Linked DNA regions of Mus musculus: all the other regions are linked to region 1. Evidence: chromatin contacts called from public Hi-C and promoter capture Hi-C data. All regions are on one chromosome and are shown on one strand. The core of a region is the stretch at or near the end of the contact, and the rest is flanking DNA. Distances in the headings are between cores, read along the strand shown.

Evidence for each region. Promoter capture Hi-C pulls out the DNA fragments that hold promoters and counts their contacts. Hi-C and Micro-C count contacts between places; a contact is called where the count stands out from the background.
Region 2: a contact with region 1 is called in a promoter capture Hi-C map of pre-B cells, with 6 times the contacts expected there. The contact joins the promoter of Cby3 here to the promoter of Tbc1d9b in region 1. A contact is called at or near these places in 13 of 39 promoter capture datasets (the 3T3-L1 cell line, the C10 cell line, cranial neural crest and 8 more), 4 of 15 datasets of contacts at CTCF or cohesin (embryonic stem cells, large pre-B cells and pro-B cells), 14 of 484 Hi-C or Micro-C datasets (the G1E-ER4 cell line, the N1E-115 cell line, Th1 cells and 5 more), 16 of 115 datasets of contacts at active chromatin or transcription factors (the HPC-7 cell line, T-cell acute lymphoblastic leukemia, bone marrow-derived dendritic cells and 9 more) and 3 of 9 other capture datasets (adipose tissue, liver and pancreatic islet).
Region 3: a contact with region 1 is called in a Hi-C map of Sertoli cells, with 4 times the contacts expected there. The contact joins the enhancer-like site here to the promoter of Tbc1d9b in region 1. A contact is called at or near these places in 18 of 39 promoter capture datasets (the 3T3-L1 cell line, 3T3-L1-derived adipocytes, the C10 cell line and 11 more), 3 of 15 datasets of contacts at CTCF or cohesin (CD8 T cells, the NIH/3T3 cell line and embryonic stem cells), 10 of 484 Hi-C or Micro-C datasets (the G1E-ER4 cell line, the N1E-115 cell line, Sertoli cells and 7 more), 21 of 115 datasets of contacts at active chromatin or transcription factors (DN3 thymocytes, the HPC-7 cell line, SST interneurons and 12 more) and 3 of 9 other capture datasets (adipose tissue, liver and pancreatic islet).
Region 4: a contact with region 1 is called in a Hi-C map of cerebellar granule neurons, with 2.2 times the contacts expected there. The contact joins the enhancer-like site here to the promoter of Tbc1d9b in region 1. A contact is called at or near these places in 7 of 39 promoter capture datasets (the 3T3-L1 cell line, 3T3-L1-derived adipocytes, the C10 cell line and 4 more), 2 of 15 datasets of contacts at CTCF or cohesin (the G1E-ER4 cell line and the NIH/3T3 cell line), 11 of 484 Hi-C or Micro-C datasets (the Ba/F3 cell line, the G1E-ER4 cell line, the N1E-115 cell line and 5 more), 5 of 115 datasets of contacts at active chromatin or transcription factors (the HPC-7 cell line, the NIH/3T3 cell line, embryonic stem cells and 2 more) and 2 of 9 other capture datasets (embryonic stem cells and pancreatic islet).

What each region holds. Positions count from the first base shown.
Region 1 is chr11:50,128,530-50,134,327 of GRCm38.p6, forward strand. It overlaps Tbc1d9b (TBC1 domain family, member 9B), which reads left to right and starts at 2,831. Exons shown (of 22, transcript NM_001290760.1): 1 at 2,831-3,027. The coding sequence starts at 2,910.
Region 2 is chr11:50,353,568-50,359,360 of GRCm38.p6, forward strand. It overlaps Cby3 (chibby family member 3), which reads left to right and starts at 4,194. Exons shown (of 2, transcript NM_029691.1): 1 at 4,194-4,236; 2 at 5,473-5,793. The coding sequence starts at 5,687. It overlaps Mir804 (microRNA 804), which reads right to left and starts at 4,312; the gene lies at 4,218-4,312.
Region 3 is chr11:49,961,464-49,967,227 of GRCm38.p6, forward strand. The region is part of intron 6 of Rasgef1c (RasGEF domain family, member 1C); the gene reads left to right. Among named protein-coding and RNA genes, the nearest start is that of Rnf130, 61 kb to the right of the region's middle. Within about 2 kb of position 2,203, at least 5 of the 459 cell types and tissues checked have an H3K27ac peak or open chromatin away from gene starts, as enhancers often do. A contact at or near this core is called in Sertoli cells, where this site is marked.
Region 4 is chr11:49,876,166-49,881,619 of GRCm38.p6, forward strand. It overlaps Mapk9 (mitogen-activated protein kinase 9), which reads left to right. Exons shown (of 12, transcript NM_207692.2): 8 at 2,066-2,248; 9 at 3,537-3,661; 10 at 5,054-5,117. Among named protein-coding and RNA genes, the nearest start is that of Rasgef1c, 23 kb to the right of the region's middle. Within about 2 kb of position 1,571, at least 34 of the 459 cell types and tissues checked have an H3K27ac peak or open chromatin away from gene starts, as enhancers often do. A contact at or near this core is called in cerebellar granule neurons, cerebellum and hippocampal neurons, where this site is marked.

The DNA of each region.
Region 1 (5,798 bases), core at 1,581-4,080:
CTGGGCACACCCGTGGCACACTGGGCACACCCGTGGCACACTGGGCACACCCGTGGCACACTGGGCACACCCGTGCCCCCAGCTGGAGGGATCAGAGAACAAGAGGACTGATGGGGCCTCGGATTTCCAGCTTAGCTGAGAAAACAGAAGCCCTGGATTCAAGGAAAAAACCTTGTCTCTAGGAAGTAGGTAGAGTGTGATAGCAGAGAGGACCCAGTCCCTGACTTCCACACACATATGTATGTATGGTCATGCACACCTGGGCACAAATATGCCACATACTCAGGCACACAGGGAGGTAAAAATCTTTTAAAATGTGCACAGTGCTTGTGATAATATTATTAAGAGCCAAAAGGCTGAAATATCCATCCACTGGTAGATAACAAGATGTGGCATATCCCTCCATGCAATATTCAGCCATAAAATATAAGCCACGGTCATGCTACGGCGTGGATGGACCTTGGACATGTGATGGTGAGTGAAGAAGCCAAGCACAACAGGACAGATTACTTCGTTCACACTAAATAACCCGGGATAGGTAGGCCATAGAGGCAAAAGCAGAGTTGTGGTTATTAGGGACTGAATGGGAGAAGGCTGGGCAGTAGCTGTGATGTGGACAGGGTTACCATTCCAGATGATGGAAAGGAGCTGAAGTGCTAGATAATGTGGTTCACTGCTAAGCCCTGTGATGGTGTCAGAACCTGAATTTTGCACTTTTATCAATCAAGTGAATTTTATAAAATAAATTCACACAAAATAAAAAGAAAAAAGACATAGGCTTAGCACAGACTGAGTGCTCAATAAATATTATTTTCCTTATAAAAACTGGTCCTTACAGATTGTTCTCTGGGTCGGCTGCAGCACCTAGGAGTGTGGTAGATATGCAAAGACATAGGCAATGCCAACAGTCTATGTGTCAGCCTCAGATGTCCGAGGTCCAGCCATGTCTTAGCACCTCAGTGGCTGATATCTTATGGCTGGATGTTGCATGGAGGGATATGCCACTACTGTTACCATCAGCTGATGGACACGTCAGTCTCTTGACTCTTGAGTACACTAAAGTACACTCAAATTTGAAATAAGGATAGACGATCCTTTATTGCGCTCCAAGGTGGAACAAATACTTGCAGTTCTTAAATTACATTTATTTAGTTAATTATTATTTTATTTTACTTAGAAGTCAAAGGAACTTGCAGGAGCTGTTTTTCTCCTACCATGTGGGCTCTGAGATCAAAGTCAGGCATCTCACTGGTTCTCAGGTACTTCCAAATGCTTTTTATAAAATTATTATCATTCTTCCAAATTAAATTTTTTGTAGATTTCTATCTATCCATCCATCTATCTATCCATCCATCCATCCATCCATCCATCCATCTATCCATCCATCCATCCATCCATCTATCTATCTATCTATCTATCTATCTATCCATCCATCTCTCTCTATCTATCTATCTCTGTCTCTATCTCTGTGTATATGTGTGTGTGCATCCATGAGTGAATGCTATTGCTGTTAATTTCAGCAGCCAGAAGAGAGTATCAGATCCCCTGGAGCTGTAACCCCCCCCCCCCCAATCTCCATCTTTTGCTGAGCCATCCCTCAGTCCACTACTTCTAAATTATTTTTGGTCTAGAACTTGCTAGGTAAACCATGCTGGTCTCAACTTCACAGAGATATACCTGCCTCTGCCTCCCAAGTCCTGGGGTAAAGGTGTCTACCACCATGCCTGGCTTACTTCCGAAATCTTGAGGGTAGACTTCTCCAGAGAGCACAGCAGCATTCGTCTGCGCGTCCAAAGTCCTCATTGAGGACTTACTATCAGGACACATTAATACAATGGGCTGAGAATCCAGTATCTGAGAGATGATGAGTTTAGTTATGTTTCATACATGGATATCATACTCACTCCCTCATGGAGTAAGATGATGGACAGCCAGACTGACTGGTTGCTGTGTACTCTGTCAGGATAACCGGAGTATATTGTACTTCAAAGTTGTAAGGAAAGCCATGTCTTGAAAGCTGAGTCACAAGCCGCGTTTCAGAAGGTTGTGGCTCACTCTGGCTGTCACCCATTACATCTGCTCAAACCTCCCAGAATGAATTTATCTCTCCTTCCTTTTACCCTCCTGCCATGTCCAGGTGACATGGGGACAGCTCATACAGCTGTCTCCCTAGCCTTTACCAAAATAAATATGGTCCGCCCCTTTTGTCCAGGCGGAGTCATTTGCACCTTTGAGTCAGAAACTATCTTGTTCCTAATTGTTTAACCGGGCTCTAGTTCACAGAGCCCGCAGTAGCTAGTTTTGCTTCATGGTTCAGTGGCAGAAGCCCTGGGCTGGGATCTGAAGGTGAATTTGTACTGTCAGAGACTGCCGCCTTCAGGCCAGGAGAGGTAAGAGCAGGGCACTGCGCCCCTAGATCATACTGCTGTACGCTTATGAAAAAAATTAAGTGCTCATCTGTGACCTCAGCCTCAAGGCCACCCCAATCCATCTGTCAGATGGGGTGAGCGCACTTATTTCAAAGGGCACCAGCTGCGCTTCCTGACAACTGGGCTCTTGAGGATCCCAACCTTAGACTTGAGTCAAAATCCCGAGGCTGACCAGGCGCTGCTGTACCCTTCTCCAGACGCTTTTTGCCACATTAACTCGCCTGGGCTGCACAGTAGGCAGAGAGCATGCGATCCCCTCCAAACTGGACAGCGGCAGCAGGGCTGGAGGGGACTGCCAGGCCAGGAGAGGTCGAGGAGGGCGACGCTGTGAGCCAGCGCGGCCGCTAGGGGGAGCCAACCTTCGGGCCGACGTCTCGACCCCGCCCCAGCCTCTCGGCTCCTCTCGGCTCGGCTCGGGCGCGGCGACGGCGGCGCGCGCTTCCGCCTCACGGGCTCTGGCCCGGTGCGAGCGGCCGCGGGATGTGGCTCGGGCCCGAGGAGGTGCTGGTGGCTAACGCGCTATGGGTGACGGAGCGGGCCAACCCCTTCTTCGTGCTGCAGCGGCGCCGAGGCCACGGCAAGGGCGGAGGCCTCACGGGTGAGCGGGGCGCGGGCGGCCGGGCCTGTGCGCACCGGGCCTGGCGGGGCAGCAGGACGCGACCCGCGGGCACGCGCAGCGGCACAGGGGGGTCGGAAGGCGGGTGGGGAGGACGATCCCGGGACAGGCAGCAGGGGAAGGACACCAGTGGCCTCCGCCGGGACGTGTGCACAGTCCTGTAAAGTCACATAGCAACCAGAAGCCAGCAGGGTTCCCCAGCTCGCCCTCTGCCTCAGTTTCTCCAGCTGCCTCTGAGGGACCAAGTGGCATAAGCACACGTTTCCTTTTGCCCTCTTTACTCCTAGTTCACTGAAGAGTTGCCTCTTGGCGAAGACCAAAGATGCCCTGACCTCCCCTTCCTCCGGTCTCTCCTCACTTGATGCCGTCAGAGCTCCCAATTCAAAGCTTGTTTTTGCATATTTATCGGTATATATGAAGTGTCCCTCAGAGCTACCCCGGGTGCCTCTCGGGTATCTGAGCACTACCACTCACACAGAAGCAGCTGGAGTGGGAGCCTCTGACTTTGTGTGACATGTGGCATTGTGGGAATCTATTCAGCAGGACTTGTTGGAAGCCCCGTGTGTCCCAGGGCTTGTCAAGTACTCCAGATCCGGCCCTGCAGCAGACCCCTGTACGTGGACCCTTCTGGGTGCCAGATCTTTCAATATGGAAAGTGAATTTTCTGTGAATGCCCTGGTTTTGCAGGGTGGCAGCTGACAGTCCTGCAGATGCAGTTGGTGGCCTCACCTAGGTGACATCAGCTGCCAGCATCTCATGAGCTACACTTCTTAATGTGGAAGGGACTGTACCTTTTCCAAGAAAACTCAATGTTCCCTTCCACAATCAGGCTCCTTCCCGGAGGGCCAAGAGATGACTGGAGTTGATGCTAGGCCTGGCTCCAGGACCCAATGTTTATTGAGAGTTAGGTAGCAGCCCTCTTGAACAGCCCAGTGATCAACCTTGGAAGCTACCATAAGGCCACTGAGGAACACAGGGCACCGTGGGACAAGTCCCTTTTGTTCTAGCATTCATCTGTGTCCAACCGCCTCCCGCCTCTCAAGGCTGAGCGTCCAGACTACGGTGCCAGCCATTCTGTGAATTCCAAATCACATTGAGCCAGGTTTGTGCAGCCTGCCATGGCCATTGGGCCATCACAGCCTCCTGAGCACTGTATACCTAAGAGATTCATCAGGAACGCAGGTTCCTTCGAGCCTCTTTTCAAAACTGACCAGCCTGGCCTGGAGAAGTGGGCTCAAGGGCTGCAAAACCAAGGTTCAAATCCCAGCACCCATATGGTGGCTCACAACCATCTGTAACTTTGGTTATAGAGAACCCAATACCCTCTTCAGGCATCCATGGCCACCAGACACAAACATGTGCACAGATATACATGTAAACACATAATGATCTGGGCAGTGGTAGCTCATGCCTTTACTCTCAGCACTTGGGAGGCAGAGGCAGGCAGATTTCTTGAGTTCGAGGCCAGCCTGGTCTACAGAGTGAGTTCCAGGACAGCCAGGGCTATACAGAGAAACCCTGTCTCGAAAAAAAAAAAAAATGAATTAAGTCAGCCGTGGTGGTGCTTGGGAGGCAGAGGCAAGTGGATCTCTTGAGTTTGAGGCCAGTCTGGTCTATAGAGTGAGTCCAGGACAGCCAGGGCTACACAGAGAAATCCTCTGTCTTGAAAAAAAACAAAAAGGCCGGGCATGGTGGCACACGCCTTTAATCCCAGCACTCGGGAGGCAGAGGCAGGCGGATTTCTGAGTTCGAGGCCAGCCTGGTCTACAAAGTGAGTTCCAGGACAGCCAGGGCTATACAGAGAAACCCTGTCTCGAAAAACCAAAAAAAAAAAAAATAATAATAATTAATAATAATAATAATGTTTGCTAGTCTGAACTTCTCATTAAAGAGTGGGTGTGAGGAGGAGGGTCATCAAGTTAAGGTTTCAGGTCCTGCAATATGGCTCTGCCAGTAGTTTATGCAGAGAGAGACTAAAAGAATGTCCCCAAGACCCAAAGGAAAACCTCACCGTGAACGTTGAGAAGTTGACTCCGAACCATAGTAAGGCTTGAACGCACCTTTTTCTTTTGTTTTTGAGGTAGTCTCAACGATTTTAAGCTTTGGCAGGCCTGGAACTCATTACATAGACCAAGTTAGTCTTAAATTCACAGAGACCCACCTTCCTGGTGTGTACGCAGGAGCCCCTGCGTGTGTGGGCGGAGGCCAGGCGTGGACACGAGTGGCTCCTAGAACTCTCCTTCCACCTTGTGCTTTGAGATGCTTAGTTGGCCAGTGAACTCCAGAGTTCGTCTCTGCTCTGCTCCCCACACTCAGGTTACAGACACAAGTAGCCACATCCATCATCATATGGGTCCGGGGATTCGAACTCAGATCATCCTGCTTGCATGATAGGCATTTTGTTGCTGAGCCACTCTCTAGATCTCTAACTGCAATTTAAAATGACTATTTTTCTTTTTTTAACATTTTAGTAAAACAAATGAAAAACCGTTTGTTTGGATGTTATCTATTTTGTAACTGTCCATTGCATTTATTAAAGATGGGGGATCAGGTAAAAAATGGTAGGTTAGCAAAAAGTATTAAAAGTGAATAAGAGATAGAGTGGTTCTGTGGGCCGAGAAGACAGCCGCGGCATATTTTCAGATCCCACCAGACACAGCTACTTCCTCGAGAAGTAAGGAATACGTTTCAAACAGGAACAACAGGCAGGGTTTTTCGATTACATCATTATTTAAGTAATCAAGAGCAGGATC
Region 2 (5,793 bases), core at 2,944-5,443, 230 kb after region 1:
GAGCAAGCACTATGACCTGCTGAGCCATCATCTCTGCACCCCTCAACCTAGACCTTTCCTAGTGACAGTGTGGCATCCAACTGCTGCTTTGTTCTCAGATGACAACTCATAGCCACCCTCCAGGCAGTAACTGACAGAAGGGGCAAAGACTGGCGCGCTCTCTCTCTCTCTCTCTCTTTAAAGAATTATTTTTTGTTTCATGTATGTGATACACTGTACCTGTCTTCAGACACCCCAGAAGAGGGCATTGGGTCCCATAACAGATGTTTGTGAGCCACCATGTGGTTGCTGGGAGTTGAACTCAGGACCTCTGGAAGAGCAGTCAGTGCTCTCAACTTCTGAGCCATCTCTCCAGCCTCCAGCTCTCCTCTTGATGCAGTCTGTGCTGAGTCACCCATGGGATCAGACTAAAGGGCATCTCCACTCACATCAGTCTCCCTTTAGTGTTAAGCCTGTCCTCCTATCTTTTTTCCTGAGAGAACAACCCTCAAAACCACTCAGGAATTTTCATCAGACATTGTGCTCTCAAGGACCTGCTATGTGACGCCATGTTATGAGGGATTATCTAGTAACCCCCTGTACCACTCTGTTTTCTGTTTCCACACATGAGATGGGGCTTTGTAAAGAGGATGTGCAGATCTTGTGGAGAACCTGAGTTTGATTTCTAGCACAGCAAAGGTCAGCTCACAATTACCTGTAACTGCAGGCAGGGATCTGATGCCCTCTTCTGGCCTCCTTGAGCACTGTACTCACATGCATAAACTCCACAGACACACATACATGCATCATTTTTTAAAAACAGAGACAGAATTCTTTGGCTCACAACTGAAGGGTCCAGAAGAATGGTGCTGATATCTTCTGGTCCTGATGAGGTCTTCCTGGCTGCAATATAACATGGCAGACAGCAAGATGGTAGATGGTAGGGGCTCAAGAGGAGAGACCACACAGAAAAGCTATTTCAAGCTTCTTCCCTCTCTTCTCTCCCTCTCCCCTGCATTTTTAAGGCAGTCTAACTCTACCCCAGGCTGATCTAGAACTCACTCTATAGCTCAGGCTGACCTTGAACTGAAGAGTTATCCTCTGACCTCAGCCTCCTAACTGCTGAAATAGTTAGGGGCCCACCATGCCCGGCATTCATGTTACTGCTTTTCAGTAGTATGTGTCAATTATACATAAAGGGGTTCATCCTGACTTATTCATAGACGCACATAGTGTATTTCCATCTTATTTACCCCCTTACCCTCTCTTCATCACAATCGCTAATCATCTTCCTCTTTCCAACTAGCCTCTCTTCTAATTTCACACTGTATGTTATTTGGTATTGGGGGAGGGGAGGGGAAAGAAGAGACCAGGAACCTGTGCAAGCTCAAATCAAAAAAATCATTAGGGCTGCTAACAGGAACATGGGTAATTTATTTACAGGAGCATTGGAACATTAACCAGCGGCTACCCCATCAACCATTAACTGCATATAAGCCCTCAGGGCCTACCGGGCTCACTCTGTAAGCCAGTTTTTCTGGAACTAAGCACTCAAGCCCAGCAGCAATCTCTTGTCCGTGTAGTAGCCCCAGGGCCCTCATTGCTTTCACTGGGCATATCCATTTAAAGGTTCCAGTAGGGTAGCTCTGTAGGAGAGTTGATTTGGAAACTGAAGGGTTCTTTGGAAAGTCAGTTGGATGGTGTTTTGCTGGGGCAAATATGTGAAGGAATGTTTTCCCAAAGTGGACACAGATAAAAGACCAAGGCAGACTCCAGACTCGTGAAGGAACATTTAGCTAAAGCAGACACAGGTAAAAGAATGTTCTCCTAAACCAAGCACATGAAAGGACATGTGGTGGGTTCTTTGCTAACAACATACATGTATTGTTAGCCTCACACTGTGTAGCTGAGCTACATCTGTTGGGACTCCATAGAGAGAAATGCACCATAAAACTTCTGGTAGTGTGCTGCAGTTTCTTGCCACTTCCCTGGCCTTGGGCTGATTGGCAGAGTGATATCTGTTGTGGCAAGACACATGCTGAGGCAAGACCTGTGGAGGACACGTGATGTTTGGAGGAGATAAGTAAGACTTAGCAGTGACAGAGGCTTAGCTAGGTTGCTTACAGAGCTAGTTGTGCAATGCTTGTGGGTCTTGAGTCTGCCCTCATCTTCACTTCCCTGAGAGAGGCATAGCCAAGAACTGGTTTTCCTCTTTGTCCCTCCTGCTGACTCAAGCAGAGGCTGAGGCCTGGCTGTCTCTGCTAGGTCATGCCCGATTCGTGTTTGCTATCCTCATTCCACCAAACTAGACTGCTGGTGTATTGTGAAGTGTTTGTGAGTGGATCGAGCTGCCGCTGCTGACCAGTGAACTGAACTGCTGATTTCCTGACAACCCAGATGGGAGTGGCTCCAAAGAACCTTTCTAAACAAGTCCACTTCTCCCGAATCCTTTCTTTCCCACTACTTCTGGTGGGTGGTGGGCTACAAGGGAGGTTAAAGCATTTAAGAACCACCATTAAGGGCCGGCGAGATGGCTCAGAGGGTAAGAGCACTGATTGCTCTTCCAAAGGTCCTGAGTTCAATTCCCAGCAACCGCATGGTGGCTCACAACCATCTGTAATGGGATCTGACACTCTCTTCTGGTGTGTCTGAAGTCAGTTACAGTGTACTTATGTATAGTAATTAATCTTTAAAAAAATCATTAAAAGTAGGATTTGAAAAAAATTAAAAAGTTACTGGAAGAGTATACAAATATCATGCAGGAAGCCCTGGGCTCAATCTGCCCCCAAAAGTTTCCATTGCTACACTCTGGACTAAGGTTGCACTAAAATTCCTGGAGGGCAATCTACATGTGTTCTAGAGCAATACCAGATTCCTTATGCTCACCTCCCATCCACCCCATTGCCAAGAATGTTGGCTTAAGGTACTGTGTGCCACAGCCTATAGGCTGGAGCTGCTCAGGAGACTAAGATGGGAGGAGGATCACTTAGGCCTAGGAGATTTGAGCCAGCTTAGGCTAACAAAGTGAGATCAGGTCTCCAAAAACCCAAGTAAGGGGCCTGAGATGGCTCAGTGAGGGAGGGGCCTGCTGCACAAGCCTGAGACCCTGAGTGCAGAACCCCAGTTCTCATGGGATTGAGTGAGTGTGGCAGCCTGCATCTCTAACCCCAGTGCTGACACGGGACACTGACACACACAATCTGCAGGGTACAGCAATGTCTGTCTGGAACTTAAGGGAGAGACAGAATGAGTAAGATCCCTCTGCCCTATCTTCATTAATACAACACATGACTTTCATAGCTGGCCAGAAGTCGAGTGGTACCCAACTCCCACCTTGTTCACAGAGTGCATCTCTGGGAGCTCTCTCTCACCTTTGATGTCACTACAACTCCAAGAAGACACTTCCCTGGCAAAGGTGGGGGTAGAAGATCCCTACAGCTTTTTGGCCAGCTGGCCTTTTGACTCTGCTAACTCCAGGTTCAGTGAGACTCTGACTCAAAAAATAGGGTGGAAGACCAGGCAGGTTGGTGCACTTTTGATCTCAGCACTCTAAGGCAGAGCAAGTGGATCTCTGTGAGTCTGAGGCCAGCCTGGTCTACAGAGCTAGTTCCAGGATAGCCAGGACTCCATAAAGATACCCTGCCTTTATGTTTATAATAAGTAAACAAACAAGTAAGGTGAAGAGTGATCAAGAAGATACTGGAGGTTAGCTTTTGGCCAGAGGTCACACTACCCATACTCCCACCTTCCACATAGAAGCCAGAAACATATGATTATAATCCGGCTGGAAGGCTAAGGCAGGAAGCAGGCAGATCCCTTTGTTGTTGTTTTGTTTTGTTTTTCCAGATAGGGTTTCTCTGTGTAGCCCTGGCAGCCTTGAACCAGGCTGGCCTCGAACTCTTGAAACCCACCTGCTGCCACTGACTGGCTCAGGAGGATTCTTACTAGCCTGGGCTACAGGGTAACCTGGGCTATCCTGTCTCAAAAGGACCTAAATCAAAACAAAGATTTAAACAAAATGAGGGGTGCGATTTTATGATTGAACGTCTTCCCTCCCCCAGAACAGTGCCTGGAGCACAGTCAATGCTCCGGAAACTTCCCGTAACTGAACACACTTCACTGTCTACACCACCTCTACCCTAGGAGGCCTGGCAGGGAGGCATTGTGAGTCACAGCTGGCAGACAGGTGGGTGCCATAACCCAGAAATGGGGCCAGGCCTGGGACAGCAGCTTGGGCACCGCCACCACATCTTCCAGGTGAGGAACAACTCACAAGGAATGTCAGGAAACAGTCTACTGGGGAAGTTGTAACCTCAAAGATGGATGTGTAGGGACTTCCAGAGACTCGCTCCATGAGTTAAATCAGGGGGTGGGGGAGAACACCTGTCTCTGCCCACCTGCACAATTCTGTTGGGTTTAATGAAGGTGTGGCAAAGGAAACCCGACAGCAGTTTTCACTCCTGCCCTCGATGGCAGGAGAGGTATTTGAAAAACCACACTGTAGAATCAGCACTTTATAGGTGTTGTGAGAAGAGTTAGGAAGCAAGTAAGATGGGTTCTGGTAGTTATCTGGGCTTTAGATTCCTATCAGTAGTTGGCTAGGAACAAAAGTTAACTCTAGTGTGCAGCATTCTAGTTACTTGAAAGCTAAGTATGGGTCTAGGCTAAGGCACCTACCTGTCTGTCCTATGATGTCATTGATTACACTGGATGTTAATACACGCCTTTCCAGCTGGACCAGGAACATCTTGAGGATAGACAAAGGCTGTGCTTGTGGTATCCTCTGTGCAGGCCAGACCTGGCATGGAGCAGGTGCCAGTGCTAGAATGTGCTAGACATCTCACCAGACAGATGCTCTGCCGAGTTCACACTAACCCTGACTTTGCAGCCATCAGCAGCCTCCCTTAAAGAATGACAACCACAATGTTCAATTTCCCTGTACTGTACCGAAAAATGCCCTCTGGCTCACCTTTCTAGCCTACGTTTCTGCTATTCTCGGAACCAATCCTATTTGTCGGCTCTTTCATGCATCTGGAACATGACAGCCCTTTGCCTCACAGCTGTCAGCAAGAAAAGGCCTGTCCTACTTGCTTGGCTACTGATCTCTACTTGTGGCCCCCTACCTGTGGTCTCTTCCAGCATTTCAGAGAACGTGGTTTCTGGGCCTTTACATTATCTCTTTTTTTGTTTGTTTTTCGAGATAGGGTTTCTCTGTGTAGCCCTAGCTGTCCTGGAACTCACTTTGTAGACCAGGCTGGCCTCGAACTCAGAAATCCACCTGCTTCTGCCTCCCAAGTGCTGGGATTAAAGGCATGTGCCATCACTGCCCAGCCCTACATTATCTCTTACACACCTACATCCTAGATAAAGGGTCCCGGGGAGGTAATTTTGGTGAACACGGCTGGTGTGACTATGCAGGAATGGGCTCCCCTACTAGCCTACAACTGCAGAGTCTAGCCTGAGCAGGCCGCTCACAGGCCATTTGCTTTCCAGCAGTGCCACTGGCTCGCCTTCACCATTCCAGAACATCAGGGTTCCAGACACCCGCGCGCCCCGCGTGGCCCACACCACCTTCACCCTGGAGGCCTTTGAGTGCCTGGCGGCGAGCCAAGCGGGCCGCCTGTGGAAACAGGTGAGGCAATTCTGGGTCGACCACTTCTCGCGCCGCTTCTCGCCGCGGAGGCCACCGCTGCGCCATATCTCATCCATGTCCACCTTCTATCTGCTGGACCACCGCACGCGACAGGCCGAACTGGGGCTCAACTACGGCGAGCCGCGCACCCGACTGAGCGACGAGGCCTTCGTTTTCCGCGG
Region 3 (5,764 bases), core at 953-3,452, 170 kb before region 1:
GCCCACTGTCACCTTGAGTCAGGCTTCAATGCAGGGTAGAGAGAAGATACAAGGTGCACCTAGCATGGTCAGACCTGAGGGTCCTCCTTGTGCATTTCGGCAGGCGCTGGTGCCCTCTAGCGGCTATGATGGGAAGTGCTGACTGGTGCTCATTGCTTGAAAAGATTGGGAGGGTAGAGCCACACTAGCATTGAAAGCTAGTTTATTTTTCCTCCTAGGGCCCCAGCCACAGAAGGAGGGCATCTAACCAATTGGCTAGATCCAGTCAGAACTGGAAGCATCTGTCATTTATTGCCCCGCCTGAGAGAGAGAGAGAGAGAGAGAGAGAGAGAGAGAGAGAGAGAGAGAAAGAGAGAGAGAGAGAAGAGAGAGAGAGAGAGAGAGAGAGAGAGAGAGAGAGAGAGAGAGCGCAAATTAAATGCTGTAATGGGAATTGCTCTTTTTAAGCCGCCCATACTTTTGGTAAAGATCACAGGACTTTACTAGGCAGATGAACAATTGCGTCCACTATGCAGATGTGCGTCTTCAGGCTAGGAGCTGGAGCTCAAGGGCAGAACCATTTCCTCCCACTCAGGAACCCCCTAGGTCCATTCTAGTGCCAATCCCTGAAGGGAAGGGAGGGGGATCGAATCTCACAGGTATGTAGTTGAGAATTTGAAATACTTGACATTCTTATGAGATACCTGTCCATATTCTTGTTAGGTGCAAGTGCTAATTTTTAAATATTCATTGTAACACGAGATCCAAAAATATATCAGTGACCTTTCCATACACCGTGATGTCCACTGGACTGTAACACACCTTGAATATGTGATCTTATAGCACCATACATCATTTTAAAAAAACACAGAGACGCTGAGTAGAGCAGATCTCCCCACTGTTGGGTTGAAAATCTGAGGAAAACCCTGAGGCTGTCAAGCTCACAGAGGTGGGTGAGGGCTTTGTAAATTCCCAATTTTCTCTTGAAAGCTTGAACTTCTTCATTGGCAACAAATGCTGTGAATTGTTTTCTTGGAAGTGACGGGCTTCTTATTCATTTTCAAGGCAAGATCAGCCAAATGCTGAAGTCTGAACAATGGGAGTTTCTCTGTCATTCTTCAAGTCAAAATAGTATTCAGTGAAAACCAGTGGTCAGTTCAGGTGCTCGCTCTTAAGACAGCAGGTTTTAGGGTTTTTTTTTTTGTTTGTTTGTTTTGTTTTGTTTTTGTTTTGTTTTGGCATGTCAATTCTGTAACTGACAGTACTGACTAGGACTTTGGGGGAGGGGGAGGCTAGGGGTTAACCCAGAGCCTCTTGCATGCTAGGCAACTGAGCCACCACGTGGTGCTGGGAGCTTCTAGCAAGTGCTCTTAACCACTGAGCAACCCCACCAGCCCCTGAAATAATATTTATTTTTACTTCTGTGGCAGCATAAAATAGAAATTCCACTGGTATAAGAGGACAGGAATAGTCTATAGATCCCCCTCCATACCCCAAGTCTCTGAAGTGCTAAGACTGTTACTTAATGCAGGAAACCCCTGCTTGATTTTACTTATAGCATCAGCTTGCACCCCAGGACCATGTTATGCAGAAGTGTTGAGAAATGACACCCTTCTTTTCCTAGTTTTAAAAGGACCACTTTTAGCAGGCCGTGCTAGAGTGCTTGCTATTAGAGGATTTCTTCAAGTATCAGAAAGGTGCCTTGCTTCTTAATGTGTCAAGAGGTCTCACATCGGATTCTTTCTCTGGTTCTATTGCCCCGCATAGATTAAAGGCAGTAGAGATAGTCTCAGATGTGCCGATATGCATCGACATCACATTAACGAAAAGGATCCAACACGTGTGTCCTCTTGGACTTTGGCCAAGAGCCAGCCCAGATATGAATTCTCCTACCCTTCTCCATGTGTCTTCTGTCTCTGTGTGGCTTACGGTTTCTGTCCTGCCTGCAATCTGTCCGTCTGTCAGATGTGTCTGAATCTGTGCCTTCCTGAATGCTGTCTTTGTGAATCTGTCCCTAACAAAGGGCTTGGCTCTCCTCTATTAGACAGCTTTACAGGAGGAAGGCACGATGACTGCCTCACAGAAATACTTTAACGGTTTTACATGGAGTAAAGCTACCCGTTCCAACCTTCCCAGATAACAAGAGGTCCTGCAGACAGTCTATCTTTGTGCTCTTTCCAGAACTGGTGGCAGATAGTTATTGTACAAGGTCTCTTTTGTCCTGTTTGCTATTTTCAACAAATGGTTATCATAGCATACATTCAAGGGCACCACGCATTGCTCTGGGCCAGGGGCATGGAAGAAAAACACAATTCAAGATTAAAGCTTAGGCTGCAAAAACTGCTTCTGTGGGAAATCTCAGACAAAGATGGTTGTTACATTGCTCTCCCAGAGGTAGGTGGAACGGACAGGCTGAGCACACAGCAGGACACCAATCAGCCTTAGGACACCAATCAGCCTTAAGTGAGCTCAAGGTGTGTTACTGCCTTGGTTGTAAGGTCTAGCAAAAGCTCCCAACTCTTGGATGTAAGAGATATTGTCATAATAATGCATTGTCACAGAACTCACATGTTGCTCTCCTCTACACTACTGACGGTTTTTTACTAGCTTTGAAAGATCAATGTTGAATCTATCTTACGATTCTGAAATACGCAAACCAGGACAAACCTCTGTGTCTCCGTATCCCTGAGTCCTGGGTGCTGCTTTGTTTTGAGATTCTGCCACCATTACTCATGAGTGAGGCTGCATGGCTACTCCTCTGCCTGACACTATTTACAGCCCCTCTTACTCTTTCCTCTGTTGTGTGTCTTACTGTTGTGTGTGACTGGAATTGCCTATTGCTGGAGCATGGATCTGCTTTTGCCAGAGAAACCTCTGAGACTGAGTGTTCTCAGAGGAGTAACTTTCATTAACCCAGTCAAGTTTTTCTTCTTGGATTGTTTCTTTGTTTAATCTCACTGTTATTTAGTAACCATATGGCTGTTTAGGTTTTCTATCCTCTGCCCCAAAGCAATTCTGAGGATGGAACTTAGGAGGTTCCATAGCCTAAGCAGGACCTCTACCCTGGAGCTACACTCCCAAGTCTCCCATTTGCGTTTTGTTATTTTGTGACAGGCTCACTAACTAGTTCAGCTAGGCCTTGAACTTAGGCTCCCTCTGCCTCGGCCTCCTGGGTAGCTGAACTCTGTCTGCTTTTCTCTTTTCTCTTAAGTTACTTTGTAACTTTTTATATTGTCTCAATAACTTAACCTTTTCCCTTAAATTTTCCTGTTTACAGATACAGAGTTACTCACCGACAACTATCCTTTTAGATTTCTGCATCCATGTCGGAGTCCCATTACTAGTCTTTGTGATTTATTTCTGTCTCTTCATCAATATAACAATCACATCACTGGGATTCCAAGTGAATGCGACCAAGCTTGGTGTGTGCCTGTGCATGAGCATGCGTGCTTGTGCATGTGTCTGTGCTTGAGTGTATGTATGCATGTGTGTGTGTGTGAGTGTGTGTGTGCTTGAGAGTGTGTGTGTGCTTGAGTGTATGTGTCCTTGAGTGTGAGTTTGAGTGTATTGTGTGCTTGAGTGTGTGTGTGTGAGTGTGTGTGTGCTTGAGAGTGTGTGTGTGCTTGAGTGTATGTATCCTTGAGTGTGAGTTTGAGTGTATTGTGTGCTTGAGTGTGTGTGTGTGAGTGTGTGTGTGCTTGAGTGTGTGTGTCCTTGAGTGTGTGTTTGAGTGTATTGTGTGCTTGAGTGTGTGTGTGTGTGTGTGTGTGTGTGTGTGTGTGAGAGAGAGAGAAAGAGAGAGATTCTGGGCATCAGACTCAGGTCTTCATGTTTGTCTGGAAAGCACTTTACCTAATGAGTCACCTCCTCAGTCCTAACTCCATATTTTGAAGACATGTTACTTAGCACAAACGTGATATTTTCCTAATGAATTGAACCTCTTATCACTGTGTGGTTACCCTTTACTTATTTCTATAGTGCTTTTCCCTCAGAATATTTTTTTTGCCTTAAAACCTTTCCAACTGTCACAGGTCCTCCCTTATCTTCAATGGGGCTCTGTCCTGATAAGCCCACCATAATGCTGAAAAGTCTTAGTTGAACCCTCAAAGTTGGAATCCTCCGAATAGCTGAGTGATATTTGCCAAATGAGCAATTTCCTACTTCTCTTTTATTTACATCCTGGACTTAGATTTGACTGTAGTTGCTGATCTGCAAGGGTCGGTCCTCACCTACCCCTGTGGTATTTGGCATCATCTTCCTTGACTTCCTGTTTCTTTTTCTCTCCTTTCTTTACCTTTTTTCCATCTATCTCTTCTACTCATTGAATTTATCCTGGTAGTTTTAACATTCACATTTCTTTACCTTAAATTTAATCATTTAAACAATGGTCCATGAATTTACAATACATAGAATGTTCAGCATAGATTGAATTTTTCCCCAAATATTTATTACTCAGGAAAAGATTCAAATGGAAATCTATACATATAGATACACATACAAACATACATACATACATACATAGAGTTGATTTTGTTATTCCCATTAATTATGTTCTAGAACACCAACACGAATGTCAAATTAGCAAATCCTAAGCCATTGCTCCTGGGGGGGAATGCAGCATCAGGTTCTGTTCTCAATATTTTCTACAAGCAATCAACACCTAGCCGTGGTTCTGTGCACATGTGTAAAAGACACCAGTCTAATGTGCATTACTGACTACACTGAACTTAGTAATGCACAGTAATACACACACACACACACACACACACACACACACACACACACACACACTGGCTGAACATTCTATGTATTGTAAATACATGGACCATTGTTTAAATGATTAAACTTAAGGTAAAGAAATGTGTATGTTAAAACTACCAGGATAATCTTGTCAATGAGTAGAAGAAGTAAATGGAAAAAAGGTAAAGAAAGGAGAGAAATGGCCAGGCCAACTCATGCCTGGGTCTGAGATGGAGCTCAGGAGTAGAATGCTTGCCTAGCATGAATTTAATCCCCAGAGCCACATAAAGAAAATATTTATCTGTGTATGTATCTAATCTGTCTACCTACTCGTCTGTCTCTGGATCTATCTGTCCATGCACTTGTCTATCTATCCATCTCTCTCTATTTGGCTATCCGTGTCTGTAGAAGTCATAGATAAATGAGAGCTATCTAGTACACGTTTTCTCTGTAGGAGACACCATAGCCTTTGTGTGCTTTAGAAATAAAATATATCACTCCAGTATTATTCTTGGAATCCTTTCAAAACATGGAAACCGTTCTCCAAAGAAAACAAAAAAAGGAAAGCGAAGAGATACTAAACAGAGGCAGGGGGAAGGATCCTTGCACACAATATGAGCAGAAACAAGACACAGCAGCTGTATTTAGTTCAGTCTTAGCTGGAAATGCTCATGCAAATGGCTCCGATATTTTGGCTTGCTGTGCCTGCACACCATTGAACGGAAAAGCAATACAAGCTATTGGAAGAGGGGGGGAAAGTAGTACACAAATTTGTAAATACAGAATCTATGGGTAATATTGGTTCTGTGTATATACTCATAATATTAAAGTACAGCTTCATTAATTGATATACTTGTACATCATCTGGTGGTGTGGATGGACCCAAGGACCTCCCCCACATCATGAGTGTGCAGTCTACTGCAGGGCTCTATACCCAACTCTCCTCTTTGCCTTCTCCTGCCACTGTGATTCTGCGGATAAGCCCAGGACCTCCAGACTCCAGGAAGACGACCAGGAGGTTTCACATCAGATCATTGTGTTTCTG
Region 4 (5,454 bases), core at 321-2,820, 250 kb before region 1:
AGCTGTGCATCCTAGAGAGACTCAGATCTCTCTGGGCTATGCTTCCTTTTTTTGTTTTGTTTTTTTTTTTTTTTTGTTGTTGTGTTTTGTTTTATTTTGTTTTAAATGAAACCTGTGCTCTACCCACCCAGAAGGCCCACCATGCTTTCTCAGGTAAGCCCCACCTGCACCCCATGCCACCTCCTGTCATCTATCAAAATGACCCTGTAGCACTAAGCCAGACATACTGAGTTCCTGCCCATTTCTAGGCACCTCATCCAAGTGATGGGGTAAAAGGCTCACTGCCAAGATGACTTGAGGGTAGGTTTTCTGTGACAGTAAGAAGTAGGGGACAGAGCAGAAGCTTAGAGTCACCCAGAAAGAAATGGCAAAGGCTCACTCCAGGCCAGTGGACTGATAGCACAGTTGGGCCTGGAGGCTGCGTTTGCTCTGAGGGCCTGCCCTTCAAATGACTTTGTGGATTTGGAGCATCCAATCTATGAAGTGTGGAATTCAAAGGAGAGATTTGGAGTAAGGAAAATGTGGGAACCGTTGGTCTGGTGCTAAGCATTGAAGAGATGAGCAAAGGCTCAAGGAAAAGGAGTCAGCACTCAGAACTGACACCGGGTTTAGTGGGCGCCTCAGGCAACCTTTGTGGAAACAGTTGTCAAGATGACTAAGGAGGGAGGTCTGAAGAGAGTGTGCTCTGGAGAGCACGAATGGGTAAGGATTAGAGATGCAGGTCTCAGAAAGCAGGGGCAGGGAATGTAAAGGAAAGTGCTTGCTGTTAACATGGAAGAACATCATGCTTGAGTGAGAACAGAAGGTTCCGGTAGCGATCACGTTGGGGTTAGAACAGCAAGAAAGAAGAATATGAGACAGTTGTCCTTCAGTAGGTGAGAGGGTGAGGTAGGTGGGCTTGGCTTTTAGCCAGGAGCCCAGATGGTTCCCAGTGGTAAGTAGCATAAGATATGGGGGTGGGGTATCATAGCACTGTTATGATTAGTCTTCCCAGTGAGCGCTGAGCATGAGGGAGAGGTGTTAAAGTATAGGAGAGATACGCGTGAGCCAGGTGTCCTGTTTTGGCTAAGCACCTAGATAAAATGTGTGCATCATTCTGATTTGGCAAAGCATGTGGAAGGAGAAGAGGAGGAGGAGGATTTTCTCAGAACTGAGTTTGTGTGGCTGCCCTAGGTGCTTTCCCAGTGGTGTAGATGCACATTCTGAGAACGCCTGATACATTCCAAGCTCTTGCTTATGTGATTCCGTAGCTTGCATTGTCTCATGTACCTGTTTACAGCTTCACTGTCACTTTCCACAGTCCCAGTCATCCTAAGTATAGCAGGCATCCTGAGAGCAGGCAAGGCTGGGGTCAGCTGCCCCAGGAGTGAGGAGGTTGCTCTGAGGAGGACTGACTCCAGCACCCTGACTGGGTAGTGCATGCTGGCTGTGAACCCCAAGTCACTTACTCTGAAAGGAAGAAAGAACACATTACTAGATGCTGAAGGGATGGACTGCTGCCAAGAGAAACAGAATGGCCTCTGAAACATCATTGTCTAAGGCAGTTTCAGGAGGGAGTGTGGTCTGAGATAGGCCAGAACCCAAGCCCCTCCCCTCTCCATGCTTCCCTTCCTTGGACAGCCTGTCTCACAGGCTCTGCTGCCCAGCTGTGAGAGAGGTCAGATTGATTCATTTAGAGAGAGACCTGTAAATCTCAGGTAGCTTTAGTAGGAACATTGATTTCAGTTTGCTTATGTGATATTTATTTTCTGTTTAATCATTTATCTCATAGGTTAAATCATTTGTCATAATTTTATTTTGAATTATAATAGGAAAACATAGATTATGTTGATTTAATGAACCATGATCATACTTTTTAAGATTCAGAGTATAAGAGTTTTTGTTAATGGATTTAGAAATCCAAACCTTATTTAAGTCTTATTCCAAAATGTTTCTGCGGATCCTCTAGGATGGCCTAGTTACTTACTTGTTCATAGATATGTTAGAACTTTCCTTTGCATGAGAGGACTGTATGTATTATGACTATGAAGCATTTTAGTTGTATTTTCCTCAAGAGAATCCTTAGATATTGATCAATGGAATAAAGTTATTGAACAGCTAGGAACACCATCCGCAGAGTTCATGAAGAAACTTCAGCCAACTGTAAGGAATTATGTGGAAAACAGACCAAAGTACCCTGGAATCAAGTTTGAAGAGCTCTTTCCAGATTGGATATTTCCGTCAGAATCTGAGAGAGACAAAATAAAAAGTAAGGCACTCTTTTATCTCGCACTTGTTTCTCTAGCTCTTAACTCTAAAGTCCGTGTATGTCAAGAGGTGCAGTAATGGAAACCCTGAAATAGAGGCTCTCAGAGTCTGACATTCAAAGGCACCACAGAGGGAATGCTTTAAAGGACAAAAGTCTTGACCTTGCTAAAACATTGTCACTAAATACCCAGAGCAGTCTAGAAACCCCTTAGGTTACGCAGTGAGTGGGAAAACACTTGCCTGCAAGTGTGAGGATTTGAGCTTGTCTCCCCAGCATGACTCAAAGCACAAGTGTGGCTGCCTGTGCCTGTGACCCACACTCTGGGGTGGAGAGCAGTGGTCCTGGAAGCTTGGTGACAGCCAGTCTAGGGGAACTGGGTGCTTCTAGTTCAGTGAGAGACCCTGTTATAACAGAAGGAGGGGAAGAACAATAAGGCAAGACAGCCAACTTCCCCTCTAGCCTCAGAGTACATCTTACACTCAAACATTCATGTGCATATATCATACACGTTCACGCACACACATAAGACCCATATTGTGATGTCACCAATCTGAATTCAAAACAATTTCAAATATAAAGAATACTTCAATAAGGATTCTAGACAGAAACCATTGAGTGTGGCCCAGTGGGAAAGGCCCTCACTGTCCTAATGTGTCCTTCCTAGAATGTGGTCACCTGAGAAAAAACAATAGCTTTGCTGTCCTCCACACCGGGGTGAGCAGCACCTTGGTCACAAAAACCCCAGCTTTTCTTTGTGAACTTTTCATTGCTGAGACCTTGCTGAGGCTTCTTATTACGTTAATTAGCTTCTTGATTTTTTTCTTGGCTACTAACCTCTAGATTAAAAACAAAAGCACTGTTTACAGCTAGGCAAAGCAGTGGTCCCTGTGAGGCTATACTCTGGGACTGTGGGTTACTCAGAAGGTTTTAAATTTGTTCTAATGTAACACAAAGAATAATACTCCTGATACTTCATGTCCATACTCCTGGCAACACCATCCTAAGAGAGGTGCTTGCTACCTACTGTACTGTGGCTTCATAGCTTCAGGTCATCTGGACACTGGTCTGAGGTTACCTAGAACCCCCACCTCACATGCTAAAAGCCTGGTTTGTAATAGTGGCCATTGGACTTTTAAAGGTTGTGAGCCGTGTTGATCTTGAAACTCTTAAACATTTTCTGAAGTCAGCATGTCTCTTTACTGTCCATACGCTCACATTTGATTCTTTATTGTGTGGCTTCCTCTTTTCCACGGTAGCAACATAAGTACATCATTTGTTTACATCCTAGCAAGTCAAGCCAGAGATCTGTTATCAAAAATGCTAGTGATTGATCCAGACAAGCGGATCTCTGTGGACGAAGCCTTGCGCCACCCGTATATTACTGTTTGGTATGACCCCGCTGAAGCAGAAGCGGTAAGTTCTCTGGAAAAAACGTCTGCGTAGAGGGCTCACTTTAAAATACTGGGCCCACTGTCTTTGGATCTTCCTTCTGTTGGTCCAGAATGGCTACATGAGGATAGCAAGTTGTTACTTTTAGGGCCCTGACTTCAAAAATAGAAACCTTGCTACCTGAGGCCTAGGTTGGCCCCTCTCTTGGCACTGCTGCTGGGGCTGAAGCTGCAGAGCTCAGGAGTGCACTGTGGTGGATGTTGGCCTTATGTTTATAAAGCTGATGTGTAATAATAACTTAGGAAGCATCTGCTCATGCCTGGCACTGGGCCATGAGCTTTGCTTACATCTTAGTCAGAGCCTCAAGTCAGAGAACCTAAGCAGCCTTCCCAAGTGACACATTAGCTCACATCTCCCCACCACATCTGGGCATCTCACCCTCTTAAGTTTTCTTCACAGCATCCCTTGTAGATGTCCTTTAGTTATGAGTAAAATACTAACACAGTGGGTGTTCACTTCATGCCAGCTGGGGAGCACTGTTGTAGCCTGGGTATAGATGTAACTGCCATTGTACTGTTGTGTTACATCAAAAGAATCAGGTTTATGAGCAGCCAGGCTATGGAATGTTCCATTCGCGAGCTGCTGGCTTGGGCATGGGTGTCCTGTCAGGAAGAACTGTGAACTGGAAGTATATTCTAGGAAAGTACCACACCTCCCTCAGCCCCCACGCAGTTGACCTCAGAGCTGCCTATTGTTAGTAAGTTTGTGATTCCATTTGGGCTATGTCTGCAGAACATTTTGAGGTCATGTGATGTACTGGCTAGTTTTGTGTCAACTTGACACAGGCTGCAGGTATCACAGAGAAAGGAGCTTCAGTTGAGGAAATGCCTCCATGAGATCCAACTGTAAGGCATTTTCTCAATTGTTGATCAAGGGGGAAAGGCCCCTTGTGGGTGGTGCCATCTCTGGGCTGGTAGTCTTGGGTTCTATAAGAGAGCAGGCTGAGCAAGCCAGGGGAAGCAAGCCAGTAAGGAACATCCCTCCATGGCCTCTGCATCAGCTCCTGCTTTCTGACCTGCTTGAGTTCCAGTCCTGACTTCCTTGGTGATGAACAAGCAGTATGGAATTGTAAGCTGAATAAACCCTTTCCTCCCCAACTTGCTTTTTGGTCATGATGTTTGTGCAGGAATAGAAACCCTGACTAAGACATGTGATGATTGAGATTTATTATTGATGCTTGCTTTTGGTTAACTTTCTGTAACTGTTTTTTAAACTGATAAAATATTCTTTCAAAATAAACATCTAGAACATGTTAACTAAACTAAATCCATAAGTAGACTCGAAACATTCTAAGTAGCGTTATCTTCCGAGCATGGCCCATTAGTTTTGAGCTATCGACCTGACATGTCGTTTCAGCCACCACCTCAAATTTATGATGCCCAGTTGGAAGAAAGAGAGCATGCGATTGAAGAGTGGAAAGGTAAGACCGGTCCTTTCTTAGGACGTCCCATAGTCCACAAGAACATGCTCCCATAGCCCTATAGAACATGCTTTTTACTTTTTATTCATACTAGCCTCTTAGGAAGGACCTAGAAACCCCAGGGTCTTCTCTTCCCGTGTTCAGCTCAGAACAACTGTGACACCAGCAGTGTTAGAGTAGAATATATATGACATCATACTTTGCTTCAGGTGAAGTGCAAGGACTTTTCATGATTTCCCATCATCACATACTGATAACAGGCCTGGAGGTCAGTAAGCATATCACACTTCTTGATAGCATGGGAGTTTAAAGCAAACCCAGTATACAGGCCACATAT